Regions from separate parts of the Oryzias latipes genome. Here region 1 is linked to region 2. A link is a contact called in public Hi-C data. All regions are on one chromosome and are shown on one strand. The core of a region is the stretch at or near the end of the contact, and the rest is flanking DNA. Distances in the headings are between cores, read along the strand shown. Region 1 holds the start of LOC101169548 (calcium-binding protein P). Region 2 holds the start of LOC111948388 (paramyosin-like).

Evidence for each region. Hi-C and Micro-C count contacts between places; a contact is called where the count stands out from the background.
Region 1: a contact with region 2 is called in a Hi-C map of gastrula embryo, with 9 times the contacts expected there. The contact joins the promoter of LOC101169548 here to the promoter of LOC111948388 in region 2. A contact is called at or near these places in 2 of 5 Hi-C or Micro-C datasets (embryo and gastrula embryo).

Annotation. Positions count from the first base shown.
Region 1 is chr12:14,323,733-14,328,521 of ASM223467v1, forward strand. It overlaps LOC101169548 (calcium-binding protein P), which reads right to left and starts at 1,417. Exons shown (of 2, transcript XM_011481843.3): 1 at 956-1,417; 2 at 1-458. The coding sequence starts at 455. LOC101169795 (protein phosphatase PTC7 homolog) reads left to right here and starts at 2,803. Exons shown (of 6, transcript XM_004074797.4): 1 at 2,803-3,347. The coding sequence starts at 3,146.
Region 2 is chr12:13,810,348-13,815,241 of ASM223467v1, forward strand. It overlaps LOC111948388 (paramyosin-like), which reads left to right and starts at 2,657. Exons shown (of 1, transcript XM_023961171.1): 1 at 2,657-4,894. The coding sequence starts at 3,268. It overlaps LOC101162147 (carbonic anhydrase 15-like), which reads left to right. Exons shown (of 8, transcript XM_023960601.1): 7 at 49-209; 8 at 294-1,090. The coding sequence ends at 506.

The DNA of each region.
Region 1 (4,789 bases), core at 167-2,666, 510 kb after region 2:
TTTTGGTTAGGATATCCACCACCAGCAGGGTACTGGTTAGGATATCCTCCTTTGCCTGGATATTGATTAGGATACCCTCCAGCTGGGTTTCCACCTGCAGCTGGGTAGCCACCTGCAGGATAACCCCCGGGATTCTGGTTTGGATAATGGCCAGCTCCTGGATTATTTGGTGGATTTTGCCTGGGATATCCTCCGGGATTAGGATTGCCTGCTCCAGGATGGGGATAACTTCCTCCGGGAGGATACGGATTTGGGTTGCGGGCGGGATTCTGTGGCTGCCGGGGGTAGTTTCCTGGCTGAGAACTGGATGGCTTTGAGTGTGTCCCACCCTTGTTGCTTGACGATGAGGATTTCTTGCTGCTGCTGCTACTTCTCTTAGCCCGTGCCGGTTCCATATTGAGGAGAGATATAATAAGGAGGGACAAAAGGCCCAATTGACACAATCTTCCCATCATGGCCTTCAAGAGAAAAGATTGAAAACAGCAATTACAACAAACTCACAAGTCATCTTTGTTATCTTTATCCTGTGATGTAAGGGATGGAAAATAAATAGTCTTGTTACTTGACATTTCATAATCAAAAACACTAGATAAACACCTAGTAAATAATATAATTGTTTCTTCAATCATCATCTATTGAGCCCATCCTTTAATTACAAATAAAAAATAGCAACTGAAGGGGAATGACTTGTTATTATACGCATCACTTATTTATTCGAGTCATGTTACGATTTATTTCCATTTAAACGAATGAAAGATTTACATTGCGCCACCTGTTTTTACTGACAACATTGAACGCATCGTTACCATTTCGCCAGCCTAGTCGCGTAATCCTCGATGAATAACAACACGCGTGGTACATACATAATATGCTGCAATATGATTGTTGTATGGTATTCGTCTTAAACTAATGAATGGCCGGATGTTTTCATTAATATTATTATCATTATTCCTACCGTGCTGAGATGGCCTGTCCGTGCTCCTAGGATGCGTTTCTGAGAAGCTGCGTTTGTTGTCCTCCCACCGTCGCTTTTCCGTTACTGCGAGAGACAGAAGGCTGCAGCCTGGGTTAAGGCGGAGCTAAACACACACGAGTCACTTCTGCGAAATTACGAGGAGCTTGCACGTCCAATAATCTTCCTAATGACATTTTATTTCTCTGATTAAATACAATTTTTCGACTGATATTGTCCACCAAAACCCACTATAGTTCTTTTGGTGGCCTGCAAAGATGAATAAATGTGAGACTAAATGACAACAAGGTACATGTTTCGTGTATGGTAATATTTTATCGGCGAAACCAGTTTAAAAATAAAATGTTTTTAATTGGTAAAATGTTAATGTTAAGTACCTTCTATTATAAATTTAAAATAAAAAAATGTAGAAGTAAAGCCGACAGAATGTGTTTGTGCCGGTCACTTTTAGGTGGAGCACAACGTCACACCAAAAGACTTCCGGTGACTTTCATACATTTGTTTGGTCGTCACAATCAAGTTTGTTAGCAGATAAGATACGAGGTCGATATAATATAATATAATATAATATAATATAATATAATATAATATAATATAATATAATATAATATAATATAATATAATATAATATAATATAATACGATTAAAAAAGAAGAGGAGCATCCACCAGAGAATATCACGACTGACGATGACACACCTAATAGCACAGGGTTCATCGGCAGTTGATGAAATCGGCAATTACGTTCTGAGAATGATAAAAACTATGGACAAATCTGTGCAGTGCGATTCTGAGAAAAACCTGTGGAGTAGAAATTCCGGCAGGTTCTTCATACTAAGAAACAAAAGATGCTGCTTTAACAATTCAGGCTGTACTAACATTTTATTGAAATAGTCCTCTCTGCTCGCTCTTGTTCACAGCAGATGTAAAAAAAAAGTAAGGGGGGGGGGGGCAGCTAAAGATCTAGATAGTATAATACTACTAACAGCATTTCCTTTTGAATAAACCTTGTTATTGTGCCTAGAGGATGGTCTAAATAATCGCAATGCTTTCTGGGGTGTTTCTAAAATAGTCTTTAGTTTTAATGTTTTTGTTTTTTAATTATTTATTGTGGTTTTAGTTGTAGAAATAACTAAGATCCTCGGATGTTATTTGTTGTTTGACCCTATGGTAGTAACTCTGACTCAACACTCATTTCCATTTTAAAGTTGTTGTTTTTTTAAATTAGGTCTTCTTAATAAACCAACCCTGCTGGGTCAGATTAGGTGAGTGTTGGGAAATAGAGGTTAGACTTTGTGGATGGACAATGATAGAATGGACAATACAATAGAATAAAATAGAAATAGAATAGAATCTAATAGAATAGAATGCTTTATTGTCACCATACAGATGCCATCAGATTAAGATGCATCTGGTGACATAATAACTAAAAGGCAATGGTATAATAATTTATTTGTTCACATTTATTCATTTAAAATTATCTAGCAGAATTAAAATACACATTTGCCTTGTGTATTACTTTTTAAAAACGTTTAATCTAAATAGAAAGACGTTTGTGTCAGAGATAGTTTTATAAATGATAATTGATTAGAATTAGTATTCATTAGAATCGTTCAGTATTCAGAGTAAACCTCCATTGACCATTTAAAATTTGTGTTTACCTTGGATGTGTTCTTATAAAAATAATGATAACAATCTTCAGTAACTTGTGTCAAAAATGTAAAATTTATTTAATAGGTCACCGACTCAACGTTTTTTTTCCTTTCGGCGCTTCAAACAATAAAGTTTTTTTTTTCTGGGAGGCGTCGGCGCATGCTCTGGTGACGTCACTGTAGTAAACGGTCAAACACCCGTATGTAGCTTTGTGTCCGGTGGAAACATGTCGGTAAGGAGAGAACCCAGTGGAGGAACTGCGGCGTCGGTGAAATGCACACCTGACACGCGAGCTGAGCGCTAAAAAGTCACGACAAACGGTGGGAGTTTCGTGGACGTTTTTGGGGGCTGCGCCATCACAACAGAGAGGGTCGGTGGAGGACGAATGGAAGGATAAAAGAAGACATCCGTGGCTAAGTTGATCTGACTGACTGAAGACTCGCTGGCAGGTGAACGGACGCAGAGGGAAAAAAGGGGTCAGCGTGTGCTCTCATCAAGACGGAGCTTTTCTTCGCTAGGGGATGTTATCCGTGCTATCGTATGGTAGACTGGTAGCCAGGGCTGTCCTGGGCGGACTCTCTCAGACTGACGGTCGGGACTACAGCCTGATCACCGCCAGTTATGGCTTCGGCAAAGACTTTCGGAAAGGTATCCTCAAGAAAGGGATGTGCTATGGGGATGACGCCTGCTTCATAGCGCGGCACCGGACTGCTGATGTTTTAGGTAAGGTCTTGTTCACAGATTCTCCATTTCAAGGGTGACCTTCAGCGATCTGGGTCTGCACGTGTACCGATCACTCGTATGAAAACACAACTGCCTCTCCCCCCCTCTTTTACACATGCCAAACTTTTCCAGTCTGCGGCTTTACGTGTCATTCTCTGCATTTATACTACTTTTTTTAATACTTTGAACAATATATGGCACAAAAACGCTCACAAACATATACATTTAAAGGTGAATTGCAGGTGTTTTGGTTTAAAACACATGTGACCTTTCACCTAAATAAACCAAAACAAGTAAAACTGCACGTGCAGGAAATATACAGAGGTCACACAAGGTTTGAAGATGCGTAAAAAATAAAATTACAAAGGAATGGGCCTGGAATGCAAACGCTAAATCGTCTTGGATTGAACACTACAATGTCTTGCAAAGGTCAGAATGGTTGGGTATGGAGGCAGCCATGTTGCTAGCACCTAGCTTAGTCAAATCCTGCTGCTTTGTCCCAAACCAGCCGGCATGTGGAGAAAGCGGTCAGTCTGTGAAAACACGTGGCTGGGGGCACGGTTCTGGCTTTTCAGACAGGTGTGGGGCTCAAAGAGGACCGCACATACTGAAAAAATCTATTTGTCCTCGAAGCTTATATCATGTACAATGAAGGCTGATTGTTGGAAAAACGGGGGTTATTTTAATATTTTTTAATTTTATTTTTAGACTGGGGTTTGGTTCATCCTGGCAGCTTTGATTCTAAGTAACAGATTTATTTAGGAAATTTCCAGGAATTTTTCAGTTTCATAAATGGGTTTATTTTCGTTGATATGTTACAATGTTGATATCATAAACCTGGTTGTTAGCTGTGCTCTGTGGCTGTTACAATCCAATAGGTTTTTCCACCTACAGCTGTTTTGTATCCTGCATGCTGGCATGTTGATGCCTTTTCCTCTGACTGCTCTTAGCTTGTCATATTCATTTTTCTTTGTTATTAAAGAAATGCAAATCAACAACACTTCTGAATATTTATGCTGATTGCAAATGTTAACTCATGGTTCTGATGTGGTCGGGACATTTTTACTATAATTTTTTAATATTTAATTGGATTTCCTATCTTATGCGGTTTTATATAACCATATACATTTGTATCATTCTACTTATTTATATGATATTGCTTCTAATAGTGCATACATATGTGTTTTTAATACAGTCAAATTCAGTCACTGCTTATTATTTTATCTCACATGTTTGAATCCTGACTAAATTATTCAACAATCAAACCTATAATTCAAATTTTTATTTTATTTTAAAGTTACACACATGACAGTTTTTGATAGTTATTTTGATGGGAAAAGCTGGAATGAACTATAACCCTGTTTTCATTTTTTTCTTGATAAATGACTGAATAGTTTGTATTTAAACTATTTTCTTTGTTTAAATATGTACCAAGGAGTATT
Region 2 (4,894 bases), core at 1,407-3,906:
GTTATCTGAAACTGGGTTTTTATTGTGGCTCTCCTCTCCTCCATCAAGGCCAAACAGCTAAAGTCAAGCCTTTTCCTCTGATGGGTCTCCTGCCCAGGCACAACATGAGCCAGTATTACCGTTACTACGGCAGCCTCACCACCCCTCCTTGCTCTCAAGCAGTCGTATGGACTTTATATCAAGTCCCCATTTACATCTCATGGTCTCAAGTATGTCTGCAAATTAAAAAAAAAAAGTTTTTTTTTTTTTTATCTGCAGAAAGTGATTTGAGTTGTTTGCCGTCTTCTTCTCAGCTGGCTCAGTTTACCTCTCAGATCTTCGCCACGGAGGAGGACGCAGAGCAGGTGACCCCGCTGCAGAACAATTTCAGACACATCCACCCCACCTTCGGTCGCAGCGTGACCGCCTCCAGAGACGCCATACTGCCGAAGGGCGCGGCAGGACGGCCCATCAGGGCAGCAGTGCTTTTGCTCCCCATCACCTTTCTGGGAAGCTTTGGGCTTTAGCCCCCATCACCGCTGGCTGCTCAAAGACAAGTTTCACTGTCAATTCAGTTTTAAACTTGTGTTTTATTGTTTAAACAAAACAGGAATAATATAGATTCTATTTTGAAAGTGTTTGTTTTTATCATTGTAGGCCTTTTTCTAGTTTTCCTCAAACTTCAAAGATGTCTATAAACATGCCTTATTTCCATAAATACCTTTTTGATATTGATAATCAGAAACATTTAACTCCTTAACGCCATGTGTTGCTAATTTGCAACGGACCATTAAATCCAGGACTCCACTTAATTTAGCGGAAAAAACTGAAGAATATTTTTTTACATAGATAGAGAGAAAGTCAGCCATGAAGGGGTTAACATTGTATGCATTTTGGAAAAGTCCTGTTTGCATCCAACATTTCTTCTAGTTTTTGTCTGATGATAAAAACCACAACTTTGCAACAACAACAAAAAAAAAGGGGGGGGGGGGGGGCTATGTTAGTTTTGAAACCAAGATCATTTGAAATGTTTTGGTCATTTTAACATTTAGATCCCACAATAGGTTTTGTATTGTAACAATAAAAAAAATAAATTTCTGTCACATCTGTGCCCAATTTTACTTTTTTAACCTAAAAGGTAAACATAAACTTCACTTATGAGGCGAGCCCTGCAAAAGGAAAAATAATGCCTTTTTTTAAACACAAAAACACAGCGCCTCTAACTTTCGAACATGGAGGTGGACTCATCATGGTTTGGGTCCGGTCAGCGGCTTCTTGAACATTTCATATGTAGATTGAAAGCCTGAAGTAACCTATGTACATCATAAATAAACGAACATGAATGGTTTTGAAAGAAAAAAGCAACATGATCATAAAAACACAGAAAGTTGACTAATACATTATAAATCCCTCCTCCTCCTGACTAGCGGCAATTCAGGAATTTTCAGGAAAAGTACAAAAGGTAACCGCCTTAACACAGAGACACTAGTGGTAATGCTAGAAATGGGGAAAAAAAGGCACATTTGGAGCCTCGACATGTAAAACAAAAGAAGTCAAAACTACATCTGGAAAAGGACGACTAGAAATCACGAGGCTGAAGCTCAAATTAAAAAAAATCTGCAGAAATAATTGTAAACGTGTGAAAATAAAGACAAAGTTTGCTCTACAGGGATTCTAACCCTTCTGAAAAACGGAAAATTGTTTTTTTATCTGATCAGGAACGATTGCGGAAGCTTTAGGAAAAGAAAAAAAAGGTAAATTTTATGTTGATCAACTCTGATGCGGCATTCCAGATAGAACTCCAAAGTGATGTTTAAAGATGGAATAAAAAAGAAAACATGCTATTTCTATGACTGAAAACAAACAGAAGTTAATTAACAAGCTGAGTAAAATCATACGACCAATCAGAGGGCTTGCCTTGTCGTGGAGGCGTGTGCTGCCATGTGACTGTGGCTTGCTCCCTTGTGCATGCGATCACACCACCCTCGTCCTGTCACGGCCTTGGGGGCAACACGCCACAGAGCTAGCCTGTTCTCCCTCAGGGTCAGTGAAGGCAACGTCACTCTGCGGTGAAACGGAGTTCCTGTCAGAGCCGGCCGCCGCTGTCACACACAGGAGTCAGAAACTTCCAGAAATTCCATCATATTACTGCAAACTAAACGTTCGGACTAAATCCTATGTTTTCAAATACAACAAACTGCAGCAGGTTTGGGTTTCTGTTAGACAGACGGACAGACAGACAGACAGACAGACAGACAGACAGACAGACAGACAGACAGACAGACAGACAGACAGACAGACAGACAGACAGACAGATAGATAGATAGATAGATAGATAGATAGATAGATAGATAGATAGATAGATAGATAGATAGATAGATAGATAGATAGATAGATAGATAGATAGATAGATAGATAGATAGATAGATAGATAGATAGATAGAGAGATAGATAGATAGATAGATAGATAGATAGATAGATAGATAGATAGATAGATAGATAGATAGATAGATAGATAGATAGATAGATAGATAGATAGATAGATAGATAGATAGATAGATAGATAGATAGATAGATAGATAGATAGATAGATAGATAGATAGATAGATAGATAGATAGATAGATAGATAGATAGATAGATAGATAGATAGATAGACATATAAATAATTGATAGAGAGGGGTCAGCGGATGTTGAACCTCATAGTGCAAAGTGGTTGCAGACTTCAATTGCTACAGAGCTCCAAACTTGATATGACCTTCAGATTAGTCCAAGTACAGAACGCAGAGAACTTGGAATGGGTTTCCATGGCCGAGCAGCTGCATCCAAGCCACACATCACCAAGCGCAATGCAATGCCCCAAAACAGTGGGGGGAGGGGCCATGCAACACACGATGAGTGACATTCCTCTTGGTGATGTCACTCTTGGTGATGTCACACATGATGAGGGACATTACCAAGTGTGACATCATCATCGAGAGGACTTTGCCTGGGCATGTCTCCGCCCAGGCCTTTGATCTTCATGGGGGAAAGGCTTAGAGTATGATGTCACACATGTTTTTGCCTTATAGGACCCTCAACTAATTCTGTTTCATTGCCCGTTTGGTTCCTACCAGAGAGCATACGTTCTGTTCCCCAGCTACGAAAACCTTGCAATCTCGTCAGGTACCTTCGAGCTACTGAGGAACACGCAGTTTTTTTCTACGTTACAAAAACTGCATCTACATTCTTTATCATCCACGAGAACATTTTAAAGATTTTCTTAGTTATCCTGAAAATCAATATTTAAAATGTTCCCTCGCCATTTTGGAAATTCTGGTGTTGAGGAGAGCTGCCTCACACAGAACCTTTCCAAACTTCAGAAAAGAGTCCAGGAAAACGTCTTGCTGACCAACCAGCTGCAAACCCTCGCCGCTGAGCTGGAAGGCAAGAAAAATCTGAGAGAGACCTTCTCTGGACTCTGCCAGGCAAAGAAATCGGCCGCCACACTTACAAAGAAGCTGGAAAAGGACTTGCAACGTGTCAACAAGAAAATCCAGGAGCAAAAACCCCTGGAGGACCGTTGCAAGAACCAACAGGAAAAAGTCAACCTCCTGACAGAGACCAACACCACCCTCAAAGAAACTCTAAAGGAACTCCAGGCCAGAGTTCGGGATACTAAAGAGTTATCCACCGAGTTAATCCAAGTCAAACTCACCGCCAAAGCTCTCAGTCAGGAGAACAGTGAGCTACTGAAAGAGGTTCACAGGGTCCAAACCACCCTTGTGGCCCTTGAACCTCTGGAACTTCAGCTCAAAGACGAGAAGAATCGCCTCCAAACACTGCAGGACAAAAACACTGCCCTCCAGAACCAGCTCAAAGACCTCCAAAGCCATCGTGAGGAGGAGGCAGCAACAAAACAACGTCACGCCTCCATCCTCATCCAAACCAAGTCTCTGGAAGAGGAGAACTCTAGCCTTGATACTGAAATTATCCAGCTCACTGTGCAGTGTGAGGAGGCAAAACTTTGGGTTCAGCAGCACCAGGACATTACCATCAACCTTAATGGACTGAGACAAAACAACGCTGAACTCTTGAAAACACTGGAAAATCTGAAAAAAGAGCAGGAACAACTTATCCAGTCAGAACAAGAATACCTTCAAGCCAAATCATACATTCTAACGTTGAAACAAGAAAATGAACGTTTCACCAAAGAAGTCAAAGACCATCAGGAGAACCTCAAAAATCTCCAAGATTTAAAAGAAACATTTGCTGCATTGAAAGCTGAACAACAAACGGTCTCAACCCAAAACAGAGTCCTCACCTCGGAGTTCTCAACTCTAAAAGTAAAGCTACACAAGGAAAGGGCACGCATCCGCAAAAACCTTGGTGTGTCTCCAGATGAGTTGGAACAGAAGTACAAAGAAGAATCGGATTTGTTCCAGTCTCTGCAGAAAGAAAATGCCAACCTGAAAGAAAAGTTGACAGAGCTGGAGAAAAAGAATGAGAAAGACTCTGACATGATGCTTCAGTATTCCTCTTTGCAGGCTGAGAAAAAGGCTGTGGAGAGTGAATACAAAACAATAAAGCAGCAGATCAGAGTTCTTTCACAGCAATGTGAGGACTTCAGGCCAATGACGGAAAAATTCAATGAAACCACAGAGTCCATCAGCAAAGTCCAAGAAATCAATAAATCCCTTTTGGAGGAACGCACAAATCTGGAAATCATGAAAGAACAATTAGAAGGATTGGCCACAGAATATCCACAAATGGAGACCAGCATTGCAGAATTGAAGAAACAAAATTTTAACCTCACCAAAGATTTAGAAAAGATCAATTCAGAAATTCTGGGCCAAAAACACCTGGAGGTCAAATATGAAGCTGCAAAAAACGAACACGAAGCACTTCTGGCTGAAAATGCAGTTCTAAAAGCCAAAG